Regions from separate parts of the Mus musculus genome. Here regions 2, 3, 4 and 5 are each linked to region 1. A link is a contact called in public HiCAR-type and HiChIP or PLAC-seq data. All regions are on one chromosome and are shown on one strand. The core of a region is the stretch at or near the end of the contact, and the rest is flanking DNA. Distances in the headings are between cores, read along the strand shown.

Region 1 (2,700 bases), core at 179-2,678:
CGGGAGCATTCAAAGCATGTTTGCTGTCATGTCAAAGCAAACTGCGTGCAGAGGCATCGGATCACAGCAGACACCGTACCCATCCGCTCACGTACATCGATACAGCAGGAAGTATATTCTGTGCTTATGTTGTTTAAGGTAGCGTAGCATGGAACTTCTTGAGCTTTATAGTGAAATAAAAGCACACAAATATATGGAGTGTACTTAGATTGGAAAAGTTGCCTCCTGGAAGAAGGCTGGGGACATGGAGACATGGGAATGCAGCAGCAATAGGAATAGCTGATACAGTGAACGGTAAGGAATTGGAACTAAGATGCTGCCGTGCCCATGGGGAGTGAGCACTTAACCTTTGGCGCAGGTCTCCTCTGGGTTAAATGCTAAAACCTCAGAAGAGAGCAAAGCCAGTCATAGTGGCGTGGTAGTCACCTTTCCACTTGAGAGAGCTTATAGAGGGGAAGGCTCATTTTGAATTCCAGGCTTGGAGGTTTCAGTTTAGGGCCATTTGGCATTTGGTCTCCTTTGGAGTCCCTGACTTCCCAATATGCAGAAGCACAGGTGGGTCCTCTCATGGCTGAGAGACCAACAAGAGAGGGAAAGGGGCTCGAATCCCCAGTGAGCAGAGGTCCACAGCTCCACTCTTACAAGTTCTACCACCTTCCAGTAGTGCCACCGGCTGAGGGACAGGCTCCAGTGACCCTTTCCAGGTTCCAGCATCTGATAGTATCTAGCTCTAGTAGGACTGAATCAAGTTTCAGAGATGACCCAGGTAAAGGGAGATAATTTGAGTTTGTCCTCTTAATCTATGTGTCCTCCTAAGGACGGATCAGAGGAAGGCAGAAAGACTGTGGGAAAGAATACAGGGACTCTGTCATAAGTTCCTGTCACTCAAAACCACTCACATGCCGCACATCATGATGGCCTCATCTACAAAGTACTCATAGCCACAGGTACGGCAGGGGAGTAAGACCTGTACTCATGGCCCTCAGAGTTGTGGTAAAACCAGATTATTTCAAGGTGCTCAGGCTGGGAGTAGAACTTGCCTGATTTTTTCCTGCAGCTTAGGGGCCAGCTTTCCAAATTCATCATTCGGCTCCCTTGTATCCTGAATCCTACTTATGATTTCTTGCGAGTTAAAAACTATTGACCCGACTCACACCTGCAAATCCAACCGTAAGAAGTCTGATTCTTGAGGGCTGTGGCAAGTTTGAGGCCAGCCTGAGCTGCAGAAAGACACCTTAGGTGCGGGTGGGGGTGGGACAGGGGGGTGGGAAGAGGAACAAAGAACAGCAAACCAGGAAATGAAAGGCTACGTGAGAGCTTGATCTTATGACTTCTCAGAAGGCGGTGAACATGATAAGGCTTTCCCACCAGAGGAAGGGGCAGTTCAGAAAGAACGTGATTAGATGGTGTTAGTCATCAAGGGAAGGCTCTTGAGAGAAGCCACAGCCCCTCCCCCACATCTGTTGCCCTTTCTGAAAAAGACTCTGACAGTTCGAAGCACCAAAACGTTACTGTCTTCCCTATTAACGTTTGTGGTTTCTTCTAGTTTTATGAGTGTGTCTGCTTTTTACAAATTAGTAAAAACCAGAGAGATACGTGATGCTTTAAAAAGTTTATAATTCAGACCTTTTTGTCTAGAAAAAGAAAATGTTAATTCCACCAGTGATTTTGTAACTTCCTTAAATCTCTTGTTCCTGATACAGAACAAAAGTCATTGACGTTTTAAGACCAGAAAATTGCAACAAATACATTTTTAATTACGGCAAACTAAAAAAATATGAATAGTGATGCTTTAAATTATTCCTCAACCTCTCATTTCTAATGAACAATATTTCAAAAAAAAATTTTAATTTTTAAAAAAGATTTATTTATTTATTTATTTATTTATTTATTTATTTATTTAATGTATATGAGTACACTGCAGCTGTTTTCAGACACACTAGAAAGGGACATCAGATTCCATTACAGATGGTTGTAAGCCACCATGTGGTTGCTGGGAATTGAACTCAAGACCTCTGGTAGAGTAGTCTTAGCTGCTGAGCCGTCTCTCCAGCCCTACATTTTAGGTTTTTTAAAAAAGAATTTCTATGGTTTTGAAATTACTGGAAATAGTCTCTTATTATTAGTTTAACAAGAATCTTTTTACACTCCTAAATTGGCAAAGTATCTGTCAGGGTGATTTTATCATTCCTTTGTAGAGTATTATGGCTTTTATTGTTTCATTTTTATTAAAAAAATTAATTTGAATATAATTACATTACTTCACTGTATCCCTGTCTTCCATTCAATCCCGCCCATCCCCTCCCACTTCCTCTCACATTGATGGCCTCTTCATGATTATTATTGTTACATATATATGCATTAATATATAAATATATCCTGCTAAATCCATGGCTTGGATGTATATGTTTTCATGACAGACTCACTTTGTATTGGACAGCCCATTAGGGAGCTGATCTGGCCAGAGGCTAATTTTCCATCTCTCCACAGTCATGAGTTGCCTGGAGTTCTTTGTTTAGGAGGTGAGACACAGATTTCCCCCTTCCACTTACTGGGTCTATTGATATTTACTTTATAGCCATATTGTTGAGGTATCATTATGAAGCGTCCGTGCCATTTCTAAGAGGCATAAGCTCACAGCAGACTTTCTGGTCCTCTGGATCTAATAATGCCCAGGGATTAAGCCCTACAGAGAACAGT
Region 2 (2,700 bases), core at 155-2,654, 320 kb before region 1:
AGAGTGAAGTGACAGGCAGTGACTGTTGTCATTTAGGTTGGTATGGCAGGTGCTTGGCTGAAGCAGTGGTAGTGGCAGGGTGAACGTGCCGTGTGTTCTTTCAGCTAGTGACTAACGCTATCATCGGTGTTCCTTCTGTGAACGCTCTTTAAGTGAGCTGATACTCGAAGCTTGTGGATTTTCTCCATGTGTTCCGCCACTGAATTGGCACTGGTGGGTCTGGGTCTGGGTCGCAGAGAGAGAGCATGCACTGCACAGATGTGCTGCTTGTCTTCCAGGGGTGTGCAGAGAGTGACCATCTCTGTCCAACGCTGTCTCCTTTCTTGTCTTTTCTCATTCAAACCCACAGAAATACTGAGCGGTGCAGATCTTGCCCTCATGGGATAGATGAGGGAATGAAGGTGCAGGGAAACTAGATGTGATTTATCCAGAGTCCCAGTTGGAGCTGTGGCGGTTAGAGCTCAGGCTGACTCCTGTCTGGTGGAAACCAGCATTCTGTAGTACTTCAGGTAGAAGAAAAAAATTGACTTGTGTTTTACGTAGGTCAAAACAGTTTGAATATTACACTTCATAGGAGTCCAGATTGGCTTATTCCAAAATCATAATGATGTGATGTAAGTGATTGAATATTGTCCTGGTTTATAAAGTGTCTGGGTGGCCACTGAAGACCCCTTAGTCTTTTTCTGACTTCTTAGGGTGCTTGATTGTATACTGGTGGGTGGGAGAACCTAGCTGTGCCTCAGCAGGAATGTCGTGAGCTCTAATGAGTTTGCCTCTTGCAGTAATCAGAACTGAAAGTGCTTGCCTGGGCTGGGAGGTTTTTGTCTAAGCATTTGGAGAGGCCCTGCCTGTCTGACTTCCAGCCATCTTGGAGGTTCTGTACAGTGCATCCTTGGATGGAGCAGATGGAAAGTCATTAGTGTTTCTGTCCCCCAGCAAATAGATGTTTCCTCAAACCTGGCTCTGGGCACTAAGCAGACAGGCAGCCTTTGCTCCTGCAGGGTGCCGCTTGCACAGCCCGAAACCCCACAAACTTGAACTCCATCCTCCGCGCTGCTTGATCGAGGTCACCATGGAAAACATGCACCGCCGCTCAGTTTACCTGGCAGTGGTTCAGCTCTTTGACAGACCTACCTCTGATTTAAACAAATTCGAGAAATATGTAAAGTTTTGGAAGCAGTTTTGCACTGATTTTATAAAAGAAACCACAAAACACTGCAGCGCAGGTGTTGAGAGTGTTTGAAAGCTGATTGAGGGAAGCAGATGGCTTTAGTCAGTGGCATCCAGCCAAAAGAGCAGGTGCTGGTCACGTGACCGCTGGTTACCAGGGTAATCTGATTGCTCTTGGCGTGCAGATGAAAGGAAAGGGGCCCAGTGTTCAGCTGTAGTATTGTATAATTTGTGGCAGTTAGAGCGGAAATAAATGCTGGAAATGGAGCCTCATGGTAGGGGAGACTTCTGTCAGTGTGTAGTGTAAACACCAGGACACTCTCCTCAGGAACTGCTGCATGAATTTTTTAATTTAAAAAATATTCTGCTGTCTGTGGATTTCTCTGACTTAGTCACACCACCTCTTTTTATTTTTTAATTTTTTGTAAATAAAATCAATTTTTGAAATGTAACTGCTATTTGTGATCATCTTGAATTGTTTTCAGTTGTTTCCTGATGTAGCTGTTTGCTATGCTAAAATGCTCATGTATCAAAATAAGCTCTGAGTATGTAAAAAACAACAGGTTTAAGATGATCAAAAACATATTAGTGGAGAACGCTGCCCTAGGTGTGTGCCGGAAACGCTATTGACACACTTTGGAAGGGTTTAACGTGACACATCTGTACTTAGAATCATTAGCTGCTGCAGCCTCTTCCTAGTGGCTCAACAACATCTTTCTTAGGGCCTCTCTTGGTGAGCTTCTCTGGGACTTTATAACATTTAATAAATGTGGGGTTTTGAAATATGTATCTTTAGTTTTTCAAGCTACTTAGAGCTTGAGGCACCCTAGAAATAGTAAAAAAAACAAAACAAAACAGAAGGCTGGTATTCGGATCATACATTTTCTGTGTTGTATATATAACAAACAGTCATTTGATGGTAAGAAGTCTTGGGTGCAGAGTGTAGATGAAAGGGAACACTGAGTGTTTGCTCTAAAAGTACTGTGAGGAACGGTTTTGGGGGTGGGGATAACCCAAGAATTTTATTTTTCCTGTGTTTTGGTTTACCATTCAACTCCTGGTGTTTCTCAGGAACATGGAAAGCGAGCTTCAGTTATTGGTGAGAAACAAGCACACGCTTATAATTTCAAAGACTTAGCTTTTGGTAGAAATGCTAATTGTGGGGCTGGTGGTGGCCTCAGTGGTAGAGAGAGCTCTTGTCCAGCATGTCCAGTTGCTAGCACTGGAGGAAATGAAGGCCAAGTGTGGCTATCCCTCCAAAATGCTTAGCACCAAAAGGAAACTTACTCATAGACAAGAACACCGAATTAAATAAAATTATGTATTTCTAGGAAATTAATTTTTAGTAAAAATGTACCGGTCACCATTGGACTTAAAAAATGACTGTGTGAAACTCTGTGCCAGAGAAATAAGGGTATAGTCATTAGATGGTATTTTTCCCCCCTTTGGTTAAAAGAATTGGTCTTCACCCGACTTTTTAGCAAAGAGACATCCTAGGTTTTTTGTCACAGCTTTGTATGTCAGCAGGGG
Region 3 (2,764 bases), core at 71-2,570, 450 kb before region 1:
GTCCTGAGTTCAAATCCCAGCAACCACATGGTGGCTCACAACCATCCATAATGAAATCTGGTGCCCTCTTCTGGAGTGTCTGAGGACAGCTACAGTGTATTTACATATAAATAAATAAATCTTTTTTAAAAATAGAACATTTTGAGGCAGATGATGGTGACACAGGCTTTAATTCTAGTTCTTGGGAGGCAGAGACAGGCAGAGGCAGCTGGTTTGAGTTTGAACTTAGCCTAGTGAACAGAGTGAGTTCCAGGACAGGGAAGGCTACACAGAGAAACCCTGACTCAAATACACACACACACACACACACACACACAAAAAAAGAACATTTATTGTTGTTTTGTTTTATGAAATAGTTTTCACTATGTTGCCCAGGCTAGTCTCCAACTTAGAGGTTCAAGTGATCCTCCTGCTTCAGCTTCCACAGCTGGGATAATAGATACAGCCTCACTAAGCCTTGGCAGAAAAACAATGTATCCCAGCCCCACACAAATTCAAGGCTCGAGTGGGCTTTGGTTTTTTTTTTTTAAGAATTATTTATTTTATGTATATGAGTACACTGTCGCTGTCTTCAGACACGTTAGAATTGGGTATCAGATCCCATTAAGATGGATATGAGCCACCATGTGGTTGCTGGGAACTGAACTCAAGACCTCTGGAAGAGCAGTCAGTTCAGATGGCTTAGCCAACCTCTAAGCCATCTCTCCAGCCCCAAGAGTGCTTTTCAAATGAGTCCCTATGCCATGTCTTAATTCCAGATCTGTGATAGAGGGGAAGCTAAGACACTAAAAGTCAAAATTCAACACCTGCCTTGGCAACTTAGTGAGATGTCTCAAAATATTAAGAAGTAAAAAGAGTGGGGGGTGTAGCTCAGAGGGTTCAATTAGCATGCATGTTTTTCTTCGGTTTTCAGGGAGGGGCAGAGGAAAAGAGGGGCAGGCACAGGGGTGGGGTAGGCAAATGTAGATTTCAATGTATCCTTCCCAACTCTTACCCTTATCAGAAGGCCACGCTCCATACTTCTGGAGCATTTTAGCACAAAGCAGGTGAATACGTTTCCAGATACAGGTTTTCCTGTCTTAACCGGCTCTTTGGCCTTAACATCAGGATGAGACAGACATGGTATGAGGTAGAGTGGAAATAAAGGCGATGAGTAGAGAGAAGAGAACAGTGTTTACAAAAAATGTTTCCCGTTCTAGCACTCCATGGGGCCTCTGCCTGTCGCAGGCTGTGTTTTCTTTGAGCTGTGTCTCCCCTTAGCTTTGGGGGCTGGGCTCTCTTCCAGCGCTAGTATCAGACAGCTGCAGTTCCACCTCCAGCAGCTGGGGGGCTCTATTCCACCACGGCCCACTCAGAGAAGCGATTAATTCTCACCCTTTTCCTGTCACATAAAGGAGGTGACTTCAAAGGCCACAGAACATTCTTCTCAACAGTACAGAGGGTATAGACTGCCACCTGCCTGCCCGTTTGACACTAAGGGGGCCCACCCTGTGCTGCTCTGGCCATCCTTGTTGTATGAAGCTGATTCTAACATCAGACACCTTCCACCAAGACCTCAGAAACCCAGCTCCCTTCCTTAACTCTCTCTGGATTTTTTTTTTCCAATCTCCCAGAGTTTTGGAGCAGGCTGCTGGACATCTCCCATCTCTACCTAGCTGAGGACAGTGTCTCCTGCCCCTCAACTCCCATCCTTCTGCAAAAGGGCTCCCTTGTCTTCGCTGCCCAAGTTCCTCGTATCCAAATAAGGAAGCACACAGCTTCCACTGTTCCCGTTGCCACTGGCGCTTCTTGCTTAATTATCTGTTCTCTGGTTGCATTCTACACATCATCATGAGCCGAACATGATGATGTCATCATTGACCTCCAGATGACCTCAGTGGACAAAGACCTTAGATTCCTCCATTCCACCGGGGCACCATTGCCACTTCCAATAGTTTTCTGTCGCACTATACACTCTAGACCTGTCCTCATTTCTCCTTCCTTCCTTCCTTCCTTCCTTCCTTCCTTCCTTCCTTCCTTCCTTCCTTCCTTTCTTTTTTCCTTTCTCTTTTCCTTTCTTCCTTCCTTTCTTTCTTTCTTTCTTTCTTTCTTTCTTTCTTTCTTTCTTTTTTTCTACTTTTTTAGACAGGAAAAAAGGAACTCACTATCCTGGAACTCACTTTATAGATCGGGCTGGCCTGGAACTCACAAACATTTGCCTCTGCCTCCAGGGTGCTGAAATTAAAGGTAAGCACCACCATACCTGGCTCTATGTCCTTATTTCTTGTGACCATTCTGTTGGGAAATAAAACACCCACACTGCCATTGGACATTTAACTTTGTCTTGGGTGGAGCATGGTGGGTTTGTGCATGGCTTCCTTTGGCACAATGAGTTCTATACGGTTGGCACAATTACTATCTCTGCCTCACAGGTAGGTAAGGATGGAGGATGCTGGCCTTGGAGTTCTTTGGAGGTAAGAGATGAGCTCAAGGTGACAAAGTTAGTAGGCCACAGCTAGACACAACCCCAGCACCGTGAAGTTTCATCAGAAAAGCTTCCTGCTCCTCTTCAAGAAGATGGTCGTTCAGATGCTCTGGGCTTCACCAACAGCCTTCCTCAGGACCCATGTCTGCACTGTCTCGCCACATAGGGAAGTACTGGACTTTCAAATGGCCTCATGAACTTTTTATAACGAAACAGAACATACACAAAAGTAGAAAGAAATGTGCAGTGTTGCCTCCCTCCCTGGGTATTATAAGTCCAACATACATCAATGTATGGCCT
Region 4 (2,705 bases), core at 23-2,522, 410 kb before region 1:
TTTCTTTCTGTCCGGGGAATTGGGCTTGTGTATAAACAGGGTAGTGAGTGGGTCTTCCCCTTGTCTGGCATATACTAAGTGTTCATTGAATTGAGCCAGGACCAAGGCTTGGATGCCGGTGACCAAGGCATACTCAGAGGAGGTGGAGGATTGCTGGGCCTCAGTTGTCCTTAGGAAGCCTGGAGCTCGTGGTAAAGATGACCGTCCTACTTTTCAGGCATTGAAATGGGCAGTGCACAGTGAGGACAGCATCAGTGTTCTTGAAGAGAATTAGGAGACCAAGGGCGTGCTAACCAACCGTAGGACACCTCCTGCTTACATATCTGTCAGAGTCTTTCATTTCCCCTTTTGTCTAGTGAAATGTGGAGTGTGCTCAGCTAACCAGAAAAGCTGTGTATAATGTAAGAGGCCCTCCTTCAGCTCTGGTTTATACACAGTTAGCTATAGAACCACATATTTAATGCCACCCCAAAGTGTGTGACCACTCAGATGAACTCAGAATTTTGAAGTCACTTCCAGATTGTACTCACACTGATATCTTTTGTTGGGGGCTGGGAGACAGAGTCTCGCTAGGTAACTCTGGCTAGCCCAGAACTCATCATGTGAATCGGGCTGGTCTTAAACTCACAGAGGTCTGCCTCTGCCTCCCGAGTGTTTGGATTAAAGGCGTGTGGTACCACACCTGGCCTCACACAGTGATATCTTAACCATTGTTTCTGGTCCTGTAGAGCTAGGCCTGTTCTATGGCACCCACTCTTTTCATGTCTTTGTTTGTTTTGTTGTTATTGTTTAGAGACAGGGTTTCTCTGTGACACTGCCTTTCCTGGGACTTACTCTCTAGGCCAAGCTAGGTTCAAACCCTGAGATCTCCTGGCTTTGCCTCTGGAATGCTGGGATTAAAGGTGTGTGCCACCACCCTGGTGACTATTAGTCCTTTTGCCTGGGATTGACCTCAGATGTAAGCAGCCCATGTCTCCTCGCTGTGGGAGGAGCTTCTCCTTCTTCCTTCCCGGGGCCTCTCTGCTGCTGTTTCAGGGAGGAGACGACACAGAAATGAGACACAGAAATGAAAAGAAACAAATGCTTAAGGACCTAGTTCATCACCTGTGCCAAGCTCTGCTCAGTCCTCTTGAGGTACTCTCTTGGTATGAAATGGGATAGTGAAGTGGGCTTTGTAAAAAAAATTCTGTTTGTGTGCCCAGGGCTCAGTAGAACCTTAGGGGAAGCTTCTTGCCTTTGCACTGCCTGGGTCGGCTGGACTCCGCACTGGTCATTTTCCTGTGCCAAGGTTGTGGTTGGCTGGCTGACATGTGCTACTACCCAGCAGGCCTTGGAGTTGAGTGGTGGATGCTTTGTGAGGCAGCACACAGAATGTTAGAGATTGTGGGCTCTGTGTGAGGACCTGGTTCTTAGCATCCTTACCCATGTGATCTTGGGAAAGTTGCTTCATCTCTGAAGGGGACAGTGGTACCTGTGCATGTATTCTAAAGGAGCGATGAGAGGAAGGCCAGGGCAGTGGTGGTGCTGCTCTTGACATTGCCTTATAGCACAGGACTGTTCAGAGAGGTGGCCTCACGGATTTACAGCAGTCTGTCTGAATTGTGTCTTAGTGTTCGATGAGAGTAAGTTTTGTGCATACTATGTTTAGGCTAAAAATAATCTAATGGAAGGTGAACACAATGCATTATTTTCCAACATGAAATTGGGGTAATTCAGAATGTCATCTACAGTAGCAGCAATTCAAATAAATCAGCAGACTGCAGGTAAAATGCGGCTGGGGGTGAGGGGGAATGGGGATGAATGGATATGAATATATGAATGAATGAATATGTGAGTGAATGAATATATGAATGAATGAGTATATGAATGAGGGAATATAAATATGAATGAATGAGATTGGGTATGTCTTTATAGGTCGCAGCCCTGGGCTACTCAGTAGCTCTGAGAGAGTGTGTGTGAAATGCCCATGGGCCAGTTTGTTAGGGACGCAGGAAATGGGGACTATGGTGGACTAGATTCTGACTCTGAGTCCCAGCCTCTTGCAGTGATGGTTTTGTGTACCTGTACAAAGAAGCCCTGCAATCTTTGTATCTTTCATTTTACTTCCCAATGTAAGCGTTACTGTTAAGTGTATCACTGGTGAGTGGATTGATTTTGTTTGTTTGTTTGTCTGTTTGTTTGTTTCTTGAGACAGGGTTTCTCTGCGTAGCCCTGGCTGTCCTGGAACTCACTTTGTAGACCAGGCTGGCCTTGAACTCAGAAATCCACCTGCCTCTGCCTCCCAAGTGCTGGGATTAAAGGCGTGTGCCACCACTGCCCAGTGAGTGGATTGTTTTTTTTTTTTTTTTTTTTGCCCTGTGGCTGTATTGGGAGTTCTTTGTTGGGAATGAGGATTTTCCTAGAGAGTATAGCTTCTCTGTATAGTTGGATGTGAATGTGGAAAATATTTCAACCTTTCCCCCTTGCTTTAGCACTAATTTTTTCATACATGTTGAGGGCGCAAAAGTGGGAACATGCAGAAGTTTAAAAAACCCCTCCAGTTTCCCTTTCCTATTTAGTTCAAGCATTCTTTCTAACTTTGACCTGAGTGGTTACGACAACTGAATTCAGGTTGCGTATGTACTCCCCATCCATTAGAGCTTCTGCGAAGACGCGACTCCATTGAGCTGAGACCCTCTAGCTTGAGTTCTGGGAATATAGACTGA
Region 5 (2,700 bases), core at 121-2,620, 400 kb after region 1:
GTTCTTAGGGAACCTGGTCACACTGTCTGTGCAGCCTGCTCACCGTTCTGTGCGTACTGAGGCGCAGTAAGCACCATGCACTTAACAACAGCCTTGAATTGGCACTCACCTCGTCATGTTAATCAGAAATAAAATCCTCACAATGATAGATTAGAAACATGAAAATCGCTTCTATTCATACAATATAGAATAGATTCAACAAATTAGGCTAGATTATTTTTAAAAACCACACACATAAAATGACAACAAAAATTTCTAAAAAAAAATTCTGTCAAATAAGAAACTTGTGAATGTGATGTGTACTCTTTTTTATTTTTTATTTTTTTCCTTTTGAGACAGGGCCATGAAGCCCAGGTGGGTCTCAGACTTGCTGTGTAGCTGAAGATGACCTTGAACTTCTGATCCTCCTGCCTTTCCTTTCAGAGCAATAGTACTATGGGATGTTCTACCACACCCACATCATGTGGAACTGGGGACAGAAACACTAGGCAGGCAATCGAGGAACTGTGCTACATCCCAGTCTCCTTAAATGTATTTTACATCAATGCCATTTCTATTTTTGTCAAATTATTGCTATGTGTTCTTTATGCAGATACACACAGACACCGACAGACACTGACACACACACAGACACACAGGCACTGACACACACACAGACACAGACACACACACACACACACACACATACACACACACACATACACACACACTGAAAGCTTCTAATTCTGAAATCTGTGTGATAGATCTGTCCTGAGAGGCTCAGCTTGGGCTGGCCTGTCTGAAGTGTTGGTACATTTTGGGTATAGCACTCGGTTACAATTTACCTGTGTTGAACTATAAATGACATTGCATAGAAATGGGGCTTTGTTTTATTTTGAATCACAAATGTTTTGAGAATTAGGTGGCTGGACAGAAAGTGTAACTAACGTAAGAAACAACAGTGGGGTGCTTACGAGTTACTGAGGTGGCTGATGAGAAACTGGAATTAACATGCCCTGAAGAAAGGGGGGCTACTGATGAGCCCAGGAATTCTGATCCTTGGAACTTGCCCTCAGGAAGGGAGAGAAAGAGGGAGGAGCTAAGGTTGATCCCAATTTTGATTCAGGAGTTGGCAATAAAGGAACCTGAGACCATCTAAAAGAAAAATGGCGGAGAGGAGAAGGGAGCTTGCTGTGCGAGCAGTATGCAGTGCCCTCGGACTGGCTGGAGATGTGTGAGCATGCATGTGGAGAGTGAGACCAGAGCTGAAGACAATGTGGACTCGATATGAAGCCTCTGAAGCTTGGCTGCTCCAGGGCTGCCGTGGGTTGTCTTCCTCTTTCTCCTCCATACTACCAGAAATAGTCACAGAGATCCATTGTCTCAGCAGTCTTTGTGGCAGAGGCTGTGCGTTTGCCTCCCAGTTGTGTGCGTCCTCTCTCAGACCAGCAGTGAGCTCCACAGAGGCAAACGCAGAGGGCGGCTGCTTCCCAGTGGGTAAGCTCTGACGCAGACTCCACACTTAGTATTGGGTTATGCTAACATGGGGTGTCTATGGGCTTGATTCTGTTCTGTGTAAGCATGAATCCTTATGAACTTTCCAAATTCAGGAACTGTGCGGTTCTTTGCATATTAATGATAATTATGCTGGTATAACAGCCCCTAGGCTTAAACACCAGGCTCATAACAAGTGTTCAGTAGTGAATTCATTGTCCTTGAAGTAAGAGCTGTTTTCATCTAAGATATGAGATAAAGTAGATTTCTTTTATCTGTCTTTGCCCTGTACCACGGAATGTTCAAAGACAAATTAATTAGTGACAATTATATTTACAGAAATTGAATACAGACTTTTCCCGAGTGTTGGCTACTGTGGCAGACATTTTCTTGCCCTCCTCATCCAAAGGAGGGTTCTTTTTACAGCAGGAAGGTACAGAATAATGACTGCCGTCAGCAACGCCTCCCCTCCTCTTCACTTCTAGCGTCGTTCTATTTTAGTCAGATGATTGGTAGGTTAAAGGAGGAAGGTACACATGAATAGAAAGGTAGAAAGAAAACAGTGTCAATCATCAAAGTGCTACTACTCGGAATAACTCCTGTTTCTTGCAGGAGACTGCGCAGTCACACTGCTTCTCTGAGCCCCTAGCTGCCCAGAGGGTCTTATATTCTTATGAAATCTAGAAATTTGAAGCTGCATTGTCCTTAGGTGTCACATATGAAGGGCAGTGGTTACAAAGGGTCACTGTTGTGTTGGTGTTTTTATCTTCAGACTCTGAAGACAGCTGAAGTAGAATTTCTACAGTGGTATAGGGCGGAAGAGGTAGGCCTTGTTTATTGGCAGGCAAATCATGGGGGTCATAAAAGGGCTAGAAATCTGTGGTACATGACCTCACGACTGATGTCATGTTTACACAGGCTGACAATTGTACGCAGGAGAAAGGTAATGATCAGGAAGAAAATTCACTTGTTTCAGTTACTGCATCCATGCATGTTTGCGTTGGTACCTGCCACTGCCCTGGCTATAAATGTTCAGCTTAAATTGAAAATGAAAAGTACATGGTTAAACGTTAAGACCACTATGCTAAGGATTAGTCAAATAGTTGGTTCTAAAAATGACTACTGCAGAAATTCCAAAGTAAAACATTAAATATGTAAATGGTTTTAAAAATTAAATCAATTTTAGAGAACTCTGTATTTCTTAATTTCAACTATACTTTTCAAAGG

What was found. HiCAR-type assays count read pairs that join an accessible place to other places. HiChIP or PLAC-seq counts read pairs in DNA pulled down with a chosen protein or histone mark.
Region 2: a BATF HiChIP or PLAC-seq map of CD8 T cells shows a contact between it and region 1, with 5 read pairs. The contact joins two enhancer-like sites. A contact is called at or near these places in 1 of 484 Hi-C or Micro-C datasets (granulocyte-monocyte progenitors) and 1 of 115 datasets of contacts at active chromatin or transcription factors (CD8 T cells).
Region 3: a contact with region 1 is called in a HiCAR-type map of Th17 cells, with 9 times the contacts expected there. The contact joins two enhancer-like sites. A contact is called at or near these places in 3 of 15 datasets of contacts at CTCF or cohesin (embryonic stem cells and large pre-B cells), 41 of 484 Hi-C or Micro-C datasets (CD8 T cells, CD8 central memory T cells, the G1E-ER4 cell line and 25 more) and 4 of 115 datasets of contacts at active chromatin or transcription factors (T-cell acute lymphoblastic leukemia, Th17 cells, embryonic stem cells and 1 more).
Region 4: an H3K27ac HiChIP or PLAC-seq map of microglia shows a contact between it and region 1, with 8 times the contacts expected there. The contact joins two enhancer-like sites. A contact is called at or near these places in 2 of 484 Hi-C or Micro-C datasets (bone marrow-derived macrophages and nephron progenitors), 10 of 115 datasets of contacts at active chromatin or transcription factors (CD8 T cells, T-cell acute lymphoblastic leukemia, bone marrow-derived macrophages and 5 more) and 1 of 9 other capture datasets (embryonic stem cells).
Region 5: an H3K27ac HiChIP or PLAC-seq map of microglia shows a contact between it and region 1, with 5 times the contacts expected there. The contact joins two enhancer-like sites. A contact is called at or near these places in 2 of 484 Hi-C or Micro-C datasets (embryonic stem cells and nephron progenitors) and 3 of 115 datasets of contacts at active chromatin or transcription factors (T-cell acute lymphoblastic leukemia, acute myeloid leukemia and microglia).

What each region holds. Positions count from the first base shown.
Region 1 is chr4:9,114,688-9,117,387 of GRCm38.p6, forward strand. No RefSeq gene overlaps it. Among named protein-coding and RNA genes, the nearest start is that of Gm50597, 5.5 kb to the right of the region's middle. Within about 2 kb of position 1,429, at least 76 of the 459 cell types and tissues checked have an H3K27ac peak or open chromatin away from gene starts, as enhancers often do. A contact at or near this core is called in CD8 T cells, Kupffer cells, Th17 cells and 3 more, where this site is marked.
Region 2 is chr4:8,798,372-8,801,071 of GRCm38.p6, forward strand. The region is part of intron 3 of Chd7 (chromodomain helicase DNA binding protein 7); the gene reads left to right. Among named protein-coding and RNA genes, the nearest start is that of Gm46841, 83 kb to the left of the region's middle. Within about 2 kb of position 1,405, at least 183 of the 459 cell types and tissues checked have an H3K27ac peak or open chromatin away from gene starts, as enhancers often do. A contact at or near this core is called in CD8 T cells, where this site is marked.
Region 3 is chr4:8,665,536-8,668,299 of GRCm38.p6, forward strand. No RefSeq gene overlaps it. Among named protein-coding and RNA genes, the nearest start is that of Gm8273, 19 kb to the left of the region's middle. Within about 2 kb of position 1,321, at least 126 of the 459 cell types and tissues checked have an H3K27ac peak or open chromatin away from gene starts, as enhancers often do. A contact at or near this core is called in CD8 T cells, Kupffer cells, Th17 cells and 2 more, where this site is marked.
Region 4 is chr4:8,709,414-8,712,118 of GRCm38.p6, forward strand. All of the region lies in intron 1 of Chd7 (chromodomain helicase DNA binding protein 7), which reads left to right. Among named protein-coding and RNA genes, the nearest start is that of Gm46841, 6.4 kb to the right of the region's middle. Within about 2 kb of position 1,273, at least 48 of the 459 cell types and tissues checked have an H3K27ac peak or open chromatin away from gene starts, as enhancers often do. A contact at or near this core is called in microglia, where this site is marked.
Region 5 is chr4:9,511,566-9,514,265 of GRCm38.p6, forward strand. All of the region lies in intron 19 of Asph (aspartate-beta-hydroxylase), which reads right to left. Among named protein-coding and RNA genes, the nearest start is that of Asph, 160 kb to the right of the region's middle. Within about 2 kb of position 1,371, at least 10 of the 459 cell types and tissues checked have an H3K27ac peak or open chromatin away from gene starts, as enhancers often do. A contact at or near this core is called in microglia, where this site is marked.